Regions from separate parts of the Hordeum vulgare genome. Here region 1 is linked to region 2. Evidence: chromatin contacts called from public Hi-C data. All regions are on one chromosome and are shown on one strand. Each heading gives the region's core, a stretch centred on a gene start, on an enhancer-like site or on the middle of the called end of the contact. The rest is flanking DNA. Distances are from core to core; before and after follow the strand shown.

The links. A called contact is a pair of places that touch in the nucleus more often than the background predicts.
Region 1: a contact with region 2 is called in a Hi-C map of seedling, with 2.7 times the contacts expected there. The contact joins the promoter of LOC123444704 here to the promoter of LOC123440416 in region 2. A contact is called at or near these places in 2 of 6 Hi-C or Micro-C datasets (leaf and seedling) and 1 of 1 datasets of contacts at active chromatin or transcription factors (embryo).

The regions. Positions count from the first base shown.
Region 1 is chr3H:527,384,691-527,390,209 of MorexV3_pseudomolecules_assembly, forward strand. It overlaps LOC123444704 (2,3-bisphosphoglycerate-independent phosphoglycerate mutase), which reads left to right and starts at 1,260. Exons shown (of 10, transcript XM_045121515.1): 1 at 1,260-1,367; 2 at 1,741-1,899; 3 at 2,284-2,411; 4 at 2,807-2,957; 5 at 3,073-3,276; 6 at 3,392-3,816; 7 at 4,388-4,580; 8 at 4,670-4,765; 9 at 4,987-5,142; 10 at 5,243-5,519. The coding sequence starts at 1,744. The coding sequence ends at 5,407.
Region 2 is chr3H:526,920,017-526,925,511 of MorexV3_pseudomolecules_assembly, forward strand. It overlaps LOC123440416 (protein LURP-one-related 8-like), which reads right to left and starts at 1,737. Exons shown (of 1, transcript XM_045116984.1): 1 at 699-1,737. The coding sequence starts at 1,611. The coding sequence ends at 997.

The sequences.
Region 1 (5,519 bases), core at 10-2,509, 460 kb after region 2:
CGGCGCGAGACGGTCAGGGGGCAGCTAGAGACGATGGGAAGATGCGCCGGCGCAAAAGGACGCGCGGGCCGGAAATTTCTTGATGCCAAGACGCGGAAGAGATAGGAGGACCGACAAAAAAGAGTGAGGGAACCGGTAGACACGACGGAATGGAAAATCGACGTGAACTTTTCATCATTCCGTACAAAGGTTTATCGGGCGACTGATTTTGCATGATCTGTTCGGGACGAAAAAAGTTTTCCGTTCACCGTATCGACGATTATTATAGCACAAACGGTCCGTTTTGCGGTCCCTGTTTACGGAAACGCATAGGGGCACAAGACCTACACGTGACGTGGGAAAGCGAGGGAGTCCAGCCTTTGGGCAAATCGACGGGTCGTCGCTGGGTTTTCCTGCCCCCAGGACGCCGGGGCCGCAAGAGCGACCGACTGTTTTGGTGCGCTGCGCAGCGACCAACCAACCCATGCGCGCGAGAGCGACGTGAGTCCTCTTTCTTGACCCCCCCCCGGCGGCCGGCCAACCCCGACCACTACCAGGACCTAAATTCGGCCACCCACGGCCAGCCACGCTCCTTTCCGTCCCGCGCCCGCACCTAGTAGCTTGTCGTTCAGCTTCATGGGTTCCAAAACTTGTTCCATACAACACGTTGTTTTCCACGCCGAATGACGTAGAAAGCTTGCAACCCCTCAAAAAGAAAAAAACATAGAAAGCTTGCACCGTTGCACGTAGCTCAACCGGGCGGTCTATTCGAGGGCTCGGATCGGACAGGTGGTCGGCGACTAGCAAGAAAGAACCCAGTTCTCCTTTCCCCCTTGCTGGAGAAACAATACGAAATTTAATAAAACATTCAATTAAAAACAGCATGGGAATTCGATTTTGGAAACGGCATCCGAAAGGAATATCCAACAACAAACGGCCTCTCGCTCACGCACGCCGTCACGCCCAAGTTTTCAAAAGAGGAAAGAGGACTCGTGACGGCGTGACAGCCACATGTCCCCGCGACAGGCGGCCCCATCAGGACCGTCCAATACCAGGGGCCGGGATATAAAACTGGCGGATCCCATCTACCAAATCAGGCGAAGGCAACTCAAAAAAAAATATAAAAAAAAAAAACAGGCGAAGACACCGGTAACATTGGTCCAGCCGTCCGATGGCCCGGCCCGACGCCCCCAGAGCCGATCGGGCCGTCCAACGATCTCCTTGCCCAGCACCCTAAAATTATTCGCATCCCAGGTCCCCGTGGCCCATCCATCCCTTCCCTTTATTAACACCGCGGCGGCCTCGCCTTCGCCTATTATCCTCCGCCACTCCGCTCTGCCAAAAGTTCTTCTTGTTCCGCAAACCACACGAAGGAAAAAAAAGCAAAGGTGAGAGCAATCTCCTCTCTGATCTCAATCTCAATCGCCCCCGTCCGTAAGCTCGCCGGAATTTGCTGTCCGTTTTCCCCCGATCAATCGCCGGATCTGGCCGCCCAGACACTGTTCACCAAATCTGAATTTCAGACGAAGGGAAATACAGTGTTTGTCGTTTGATTGGTCATAGCGGGGTCGTTACGCTTTAATTCGTGCTCCTGGCGCTTTTAATCCTGCTAATGGAACGGATTTCGATCGGGATACGCGTCCCGATCTGGTGATTTAGCGCGGGTTGATGATGCCGTATTCTGCTCGCCGCTCTGTGGCGCAGATCTGTGTGGATTCGTGCACCTGACATGTTTTTTTTTTTTTTTGCATGATTTTGTAGGCGATGGCGACCTCCGACTGGACGCTCCCCGACCACCCCACGCTCCCCAAGGGGAAGACGGTGGCCGTCGTCGTGCTCGACGGATGGGGCGAGGCCAGCCCTGACCAGTACAACTGCATCCATGTCGCACAGACGCCCGTCATGGATTCGCTCAAGAATGTAGGTTACCTTGGCACCTGCCATTTACCTTCGTCTGTTTAATGCGACTGCTGCTGTAGATTAAGCGTCCTGATTGTAGTTGTTGCTCTGATTTGAGTGTGATGATGAATCTGGTGTAAATGTTGGACCCTTCATTATTACTATATAAAATAGAGTCAATATTGTGCGTTCGTAGCTAGTGCACACTCATGTAATTGTCAGAGTCCCACTACAATGTTTCATATCTGGTTTACATTACTAATTCATAATATGTTGTGTCCAACCTCAACTTGTTCGGATGTTGTTCCGACAATACTTTTGCATGCTAATTTTTTACTATGCAACTTTGTTTGAGATGAGCAATTACTATGCTTAACCCTGTTTTATTTTTGGCTAAAACAAAAGGGTGCTCCTGAGAAGTGGAGACTAGTGAAGGCTCATGGAACTGCCGTTGGTCTCCCAAGTGACGACGACATGGGCAACAGTGAAGTTGGCCACAATGCTCTTGGAGCTGGCCGAATCTTTGCTCAAGGGTATGACTGTTTTCCCCCCTTTGAAATATGTATTCTCTGCTGTTAGTACCGAGTAGTGCTACTTTTTGTCATACGTTCCGATGCAGTGGTGAAAAAGTTGAACCTGACTTCAACTGGAATCTTGATAATTTTCCATCTTCATCAACTATTTTAGTAACTCTGCTAGGAAGCATGTCTTATGGATGCTAATTAGTTTTTCCTTTGGTTATTTTGCATAGTTTGATGATGAATTGTTTGAGTCGTTTGCCTAACCATGTGCTAGATTTTATCAATTATGTTGCATTATTCTGTTTCAATTGCATGATTCTTTCACATTTTCACTTTTGTATGCGATAACAATTAGCCCTGTCAGATTGTTTTCAACAAAGCTAATTAAGTATACTTAATTTCTGTAGCGCGAAGCTTGTTGATGCTGCTCTTGCTTCCGGGAAGATTTGGGAAGACGAGGGGTTCAATTACATCAAGGAATCTTTCGATAAGGGTACTCTGCACCTTATTGGTTTGTTGAGTGATGGAGGCGTCCACTCCCGGCTAGACCAAGTGCAGGTTAGCTAAGCTATCTTTGATTTACCTTGCTAATTGTGATGCATGCCAGACCATGTTGTCTTGTGAGGATTTGTCAAATATTAAATTGCTCCGTTTTGTTTCACTTTATTTTCAGTTGATTGTGAAAGGTGCCAGTGAGAGGGGAGCAAAAAGAATCCGCCTTCATATTCTTACTGATGGACGTGATGTTTTGGATGGCAGCAGTGTTGGTTTCGTAGAGACAATTGAGAAAGATCTTGCTCAGCTTCGTGAGCAGGGTGTTGATGCACGGATTGCATCTGGTGGTGGAAGGATGTATGTTACCATGGACCGCTATGAGGTATACTCTCATTTTATTGTTTACCTATGTTAGGTGCAATTTTTTGTTATCTCTTAGTTGGAAAAATACACATTTTCTTGGTGAAACTTTAGTCATGTACTTTGATTCGTTGCAGAATGACTGGAGTGTGGTCAAGCGTGGTTGGGATGCCCAGGTACTTGGAGAAGCACCATACAAATTCCAAAATGCACTTGAAGCTGTGAAGACTCTAAGAGCAGAGCCCAAGGCCAATGATCAGTATTTGCCCCCCTTTGTGATTGTTGATGAGAGTGGCAAATCGGTTGGTCCTATAGTGGACGGTGATGCAGTTGTGACTTTCAATTTCAGAGCTGATCGAATGGTTATGCTTGCGAAAGCACTTGAGTTTCCTGATTTCGATAAATTTGACCGTGTTCGTGTACCAAAAATTAAGTACGCTGGGATGCTTCAATATGATGGTGAGTTGAAGCTTCCAAGCAAGTACCTTGTTTCCCCACCTTTGATTGAGAGGACATCCGGTGAATACTTGGTGAAGAATGGTGTCCGCACCTTCGCTTGCAGGCAAGTACCTAGTTTTCCATTCTATTTGTTCCAATGCTAAGGCACTTGGTTCTTCATCTTCACCTCTGTACTATAGTACCTGGTTATTAGTTAGTCATTACTCTGGTGCTTGATCACATGGAACATTACTGAAGTCACGTTAGCTTACTACCATTGAAAACAAATGTGGGTCAAGTACTGGGTAAAATGTGAATACACAAGTCAGATGCTTATTATATCTGCCTGCCCAAAGCTTTACACTTGTTGCCAATCATATCTCAATCACCAAAATAGATTAAGTGATTTCTTTGATTTATTGTACTTTCTTGAACCTATTAGTATAGTTGTTTGGGGCCAAAGCTTAATTACAGTGGCGGCAATTGAAATTATCTACATTTGAGTATTTTTTCTGAAAGGTCATTTGAGCTTTTATTGACCTGGTGATGCCCCTATTCTGGTAATTGTGAGGGAATTATTATGTTTGCAAACTGTTATTTCAATTGCTTTGAGCTAAAGTTCGTTCTGTGCTTAGGACATTGATCCTATGGTTATGCACATTTTTATTTATGACTATTTTATTTGTTCATAACAGTGAGACAGTTAAGTTTGGCCATGTCACATTTTTCTGGAATGGAAACCGTTCGGGATACTTTGACGAGACCAAGGAAGAGTACGTAGAAATTCCCAGTGACAGTGGTATCACATTCAATGAGCAGCCCAAAATGAAGGCACTTGAAATTGCTGAGAGAACTCGGGATGCTATCCTCAGTGGGAAGTTTGACCAGGTAAAAGGAGTTTGGAAAGATGTAATGGGCGACAACCTTGATATGCCCCCATAAATTTGCTTAACAGGTAACATATTATATGCTTGTAGGTGCGTATTAACCTGCCAAATGGTGACATGGTTGGTCACACTGGTGATATTGAAGCCACAGTTGTTGCTTGCAAGGCTGCTGATGAAGCTGTCAAGGTGAGAACATACGAGATACTATGTTTTATGCTGTCAATGTTCTGTTTTCATGATCTATATCCTGAAAGTTGAAATGGCGCATTTACTTCAAATTATATTAGCACAGTTTCAGTGACAAATTCCCTGAAATACTTTGTTTTGGTTGGCACAGTTTCACCGAATGATGGTTCTACCTCATTTGCCTTTTACTTATCTGTATCATTGGTTCCCCTTGAAAACAGATGGTCTTGGATGCTGTGGAGCAAGTTGGTGGTATCTATCTTGTCACAGCTGATCATGGAAACGCAGAGGATATGGTTAAGAGGAACAAAGCTGGCCAGCCGATGCTCGACAAGAGCGGTAGCATCCAGATTCTTACCTCGCACACACTTCAGCCTGTAAGTGCAATGTCCTTCGACGATCTTCCTGTCAAACCGATTTGAAGTGATGATCTTCCTCGGATACACTGTTGTTTTGACCTGCCTGTAAACTTTGCAGGTCCCTGTTGCTATCGGAGGCCCTGGTCTCCACCCAGGAGTGCGATTCCGCTCTGACATCCAGACACCCGGGCTCGCCAACGTTGCCGCCACGGTGATGAACCTCCATGGCTTCCAGGCTCCTGCCGATTACGAGACGACCCTCATCGAAGTCGTCGACAAGTAAAAAAACCACTGCGCTCTCTGAAGCCAAAATTGCGGTAGCCAATTTTGTCGCTATAGTTTTGGGGTGGGTCAAGGAATGATCGCATCATTGAATAATTTGAGATTTGCCAGCA
Region 2 (5,495 bases), core at 487-2,986:
TTACTCTTCGGTATGAGCAGCCTTAAGCCCTCAATAAGCGCTACAAAGCCAAAAAGATCTACGTCTATAGGCCATAGCTGCTCCTGAGTATTTATGTGTTTGCTTCGTGAAGAAACAGCGACTAGTGCCGAACCCGAACCTCAGAGTCAGTCACAGGAGAAGGACAGACCACTCCCAGCACATGACTCACGGGCAAAAAATTCAGTGAGCCAGCCAGAGGCAAACACACAAACAACACAAGAAAACCACAGCAAGTTTTGCACGGCGCAGATCGATAGCTTGCATTAATTCACAGCCGATCGCACACGTATCATCCACAGCCCCCAGCTGGACTGACGCGCCGTTACCCAACCGAATTTCAGACCCCAGGTGTGCACGTCTCTTCTCTTCTTTCCTCTTGTCCCAAGATGAGGACGGGTCGCGGTCCTGGCAGTGCCAGTCCACACCACATGGAAACGCAGCCGGAAATGTTTCCGAAAATATGATTCCATGTTTCCACGGAGCAGGGAAAGTGGAAGAAAGATAAGACTAGAGACGGTGTCCCTGTCTAGATCTCTCTGGCGATCTCGCTCGAGAATCAAACATGCCAGAAATTCTCAAGCCACGTAACATGATCGTGGTATGTACGTATGAGAGAGATCAAGATAGCGCTCTGCACAAGACAAGATGTTATCTTGAGATTCGGAAGCTGAGGACCGTATGTGCAAAAGAACTGTTTATATTTATTTCACTCTCTTGAAAGAATATATACACAACGACAGGCCAAAAAAGACATCGATTGGCCATATACTAGCAGTACGTATATGCGATTGATTTGGGGGGCATCATCGAGCAGATGGGCTTGCTCTCATGCCCGCACACAGATCCATCGACTCTCACGGCCTCAATTCCAACCCCAAACTGATCGATTGCAAGGGGAAAAAAAAAGCTATAAGCTTGACTAAATTGAGACGTACTCCGATGAACAAACAAATTATAATTCACTATAACTAGAATCTACGTGGACCAGCTCCTGAGGAGCGACGGCCTGGAGAACATCTGCTCGAGCGCCACCACCACGGCCATGGCCAGCGACACGCCCACGCCGGGCTGCACCACCAGGCGGAACACGTCCGTCCCGACCACCGCCTTGGGCATGATCTCCGCCACCGCGCGCCGCTCGCCGTCGTACACCACGCAGCTCCGCCGCGCGTAGGACCCCTCCACCTCGTACGACGGCCCGGCGCCCGCGCCCGCGCACGCCGTCACGTACGCCATCGTCTTGCCGCGGCCGCTCCGCCGGACGGCGTACACGGGCCGCCGCGTCTCCTCGCCGGCGAACACCAGCCACTGCTCGCCCTGCAGGCTGAAGCGCTTGCGGCGGACGGTGAAGGCGGGGCGGCCGGCCGCGTCCATGAGGACGACCTCGTCGCCGGTCTCGGAGGCGTAGCTGTCGACGCGGTAGGCCAGGTCGCCCACGGCGTCGAACACCGTGAACCCCTTGCAGTCGAAGAGCAGCGACTTGCGCCACACCGTCAGCGTCGTCGGCCCCTCCGCTGCGGAGGCGGGGTTGGCCGGCGCCTTGTCGACGGCGCCCGGCGCGGGCGCCATGTTGGGGTGAACCCTCGCCATGTTAGTGTAGAGTATGGAGCAATTGAGAGCGGGCGGACAGGCAGTAGCTGGGTAGTCGGAGCTGATTGAGCTTTGGTCGCCCTGTTGGTGTTGGTTGGCTCCGTGGTAGGCGGTGGTTTATATATACACAGGTCTCGCTCGCTGGCCGGAGAAGCTGTCCACCCGAGGAAAAGGCAGAGGCATGTTGCTCTGACGTGCGTGGGGACGCAAGTGACATGGGCTGCTGCTTAACGACCTCTTCCTCCATTATTAACAAATCTTATCATGGATTGTTTGCTACTACTATTAAAAAGCAATAACAAACTTGGCTGATGCAAACACCCAAGTTACCACTCCTCAAGAACTTGAGAATGCTGCTGCATAATAATAATAAAGAGAAGGAAATCATTGGGATCAGCCGACAGATAACCATCCTGCGTCGGTCGTCTTTGTAACCGTTGGATCACATTTCAATCGGATGGTTAGAAGCAACGTATTACCGTTGGATCACATTTCAATCGGATGGTTAGAAGCAACATATTACCTAGACTAGTTTTTGCGTCTAAGTAATTGTTGTAAACTTCTTCTCCGTAATAAAACGGATGCATTGCGGGATTTATATCCCCATGATATATAGTAACCACCACTCATGCTGCTCCCTAGCTCTTCTCACGTTGCTTCGACCGCCGTCGTTGCCGACGCTTGCCGACGACATCACGCCGCGTCGGTGTGCGGTCGTCGCTGCCGCCCACCTTCATCATGAAGGTCAGCCGTTGTTGTGGGCCTGAACTCAAGCTGCGTCCCATTGTCTCGAGGGAGCACCGACGTCCATGTTTGCCGCAGGGAGCTGCGTTAGCCGTCACCCCGAGGGAGGACTGGCCTTTCTTTCGATCAGCGTGGTCACTGCTCGTTGTCTCCTACATGAGTTTCTACAACAAGGTCTTTGTTGTAGAAGAAAATTATAACAGACCCGTGTTATAAAAAAAATTCAACAAGACCTTCGTTATAAAAAATATTAAATTATAACGAGACTTCTGTTGCAAAAAAAAGTTACCACATCATTTTTATTTTCTTTTTGCAATACGCTCAAACCTTTAAATCTGATAGAATTTTCTGCCAGTAGACGGATCACAGGCTAGCTGTTTTCCTTCCATTAACAACTCGAGATCAAGCTCGTCGTTTGATTGATCGTAGATATCCACAGAAACAGCGCGACGTTTTGCATGCCGCGCCTAGCAGATTAAACCGGGTCATCATAGTACGCACGAAACGTCGACGCGTCACCCGTCGGATCTGTACACAAACTATTCACCAGTGCAGTAGATTATATCCGGCACGCGGCAGGAGGCCAGGCTTCGGGTGGGCTAGCAAGTAGCAACAGCACCCCAGCAAGAAGCAGCGGCTAGCTCTAGTCCATGCGTCGAGTCATCATCTGGGCACAGGCGGCAAAAACCAACCCCATACCGATAACATCCCGTTCAACTACAAGCGCCAACGACACGGTGATTAGCCGGTTAACCCACGACGGAAGCAGCGCCAGGAACGCGATTAACGAAGCATCCGCGCGTGCTGCTGATGCTATCTTCCGGGATTGTTAACTATTGACCGGATCTGCTTTAGCTAGTCACGATCAGGCCTGCTACCGTGACGAGGTTGATAGCTAGCCGGTGGGCTGGCTGCTACCGTGCAATTCTTCATTTGATAGCATTCGAGGTGTCGTTGATCATTGGCAGCCGAGGGAAAAATGCAGAGCTTGTGGCTGGCCCGGAGCCATCTGTGAGCTACTCATTGGCCGCCTCGGTGTCAAAACTAGCTTGACTATTTTAGATGACTAAACTACTAGGGGCACCTGTACGTACGTGTGAATAATTTAACCGGTCGTTAGATATTTGTCATTTGGGTAAGTACTGTACGTATTGTGGGAAGCCAGCTGACGTACGCAGAACTCATAACTAGTTTTTCTTTGTTGAGAGAGAGAGACAGACATGTGGAGTTGAGGAGTTGGCTCGGTGGTTCCATTGATTGTTTATAGGGAGCTGTTATTAATTAGTCGAATGATTTTTTTGAGAAAATCATCCGTCTGGTGAGCCGTTCGATTTTAAGGAGGCGGTCGTTCGATCGTAGCACAACGCATATTCCTTCTCTATACCCCAATGCAGTAGCTTTCACGCTAGCATCAGCAAAACCACTTCCATGGCAGCATCGACAGCGTCGTCGACGTTCCATTGCAACCCCGCCGACGCTACATTGCGACCTCGACGAAGTTTCGACGACCATCCAGCGTGCTTCACTGCAGCTCCGGCGGCTTCATTGTAACCCCGACGAAGTTTCGACGACCCTCCAGCGTGCTGCGGTGCAACTCCGACGTGCTTCAGTGCAACTCTGGCGGCTCACCCTCCGGCGTGCTTCACTGCAGCTCAGGTGACACTGCACCGCAGCCGCGGCGGAGCTCCAATGGCCCGGAGAGCGCTCCAATGCAGCTCTGCCGCCGATGACTTGCAGCATCAGCAGGTTGCTGCGTCGCAGCGCAGATGGTCATTGTCGAGCGTCGCGGCGCATCGCCGGCAGTAACGACGACTGACCGCCTCGAAGCTGCCACGGGAGCTCACCTCTACTCCTCTCGCGTGACTCGCAGAGATGGGGAAGAGAAAAAGATGGGAATGAGCGCTGTGTGGCAGCTCCGAAAGCTTGCAGCAGCAGCAACGAGGACCATCAACCGCCGGCGTTTGGTCCCGATCTAGCTAGAGGAAGGAGGAGGGCCTAGGAGAGAACACAGAGGGATTCTGTAGGATGAGAGAAAAAAGCGAGGCAAGGAAGAAAATGCGTGGTCGTGCGCTTGTTGCGTGGATAAGGCAGATGGATAAGCGGCGCGTAGGCTCGGTCAAGGGACGTGTGGCAATTGCTGAAGGAGGCTTACGAATCGTGGGGTCAGTCGGTTGATTTAAAGACATTTCCTTGTTTATATGTGTGTATAGTTTGACCAGTCATTAGACAATTTTCACTCGAGTAAGTACATGGTACTCCCTCGGGTGTTTTACTTTGCACAGTAGGTTGTCTTAAGTCATATTTTAATTATGGAAAAAACTTCTGACCAATGCATCATTTGTCTTGACAGTGTAAGAAAATACTCCTACTGTTTCATAATATAATAACATTTTTATAATAGTATGGTGTCGAAAACGCTTTTATATTAGTATGAGATAGAGGGAGTCCAGTCATTCACAATGCCAAACTAATGTCATTAGATCAACCATGTAGTAAACTTTTCATATTGTAATTATTTGGTATTGTAGATGTTGACATTTTTAATACAAATTTAACAGAACTTTACAATAAAATTAATATGCAGAGCAAAAGTTAACAGAGGGAGAACATACACACAACATGTTGGGTGCTACACGTAGAGTAGAGAGGGAATATGCTCATGTCGATTGAGAAGTATTTTTAGCCCCCTGATTAGAAGTTATATTGCTTTAGTTTTTATTTAAATGATCATGTTAGGACAAACAAGATAAACACGATTTTAATCTCCAACCAACAAATACAATGTCCTCCTCTACACGTGGCATACAATATATGTTCAATCTGTATGGTATCTGATGAGGACATGACTATCTTGGATATGACAAAAAATATTTGATATTTGCATATTTGTGAGATGATTTATTATAATAACTAGGTAATAATTTATTTATGTAATCCGGAACAAAAATACTTCATCTATTTTTACTCCATGCCTAAATGCAGAATTGTGAACGCTTGCACGAACCACGTGTGAAGATAAAGAAAGAGGAAATGATTAGGTGTTGTCCAAAAAGTCCTATCACATCAAAGGAAATGATTATGTGATGTTCAAAAAGTTTTCTCACATCACTTTTAGCCCAAGAGAAGACAAAGTCTAAGTC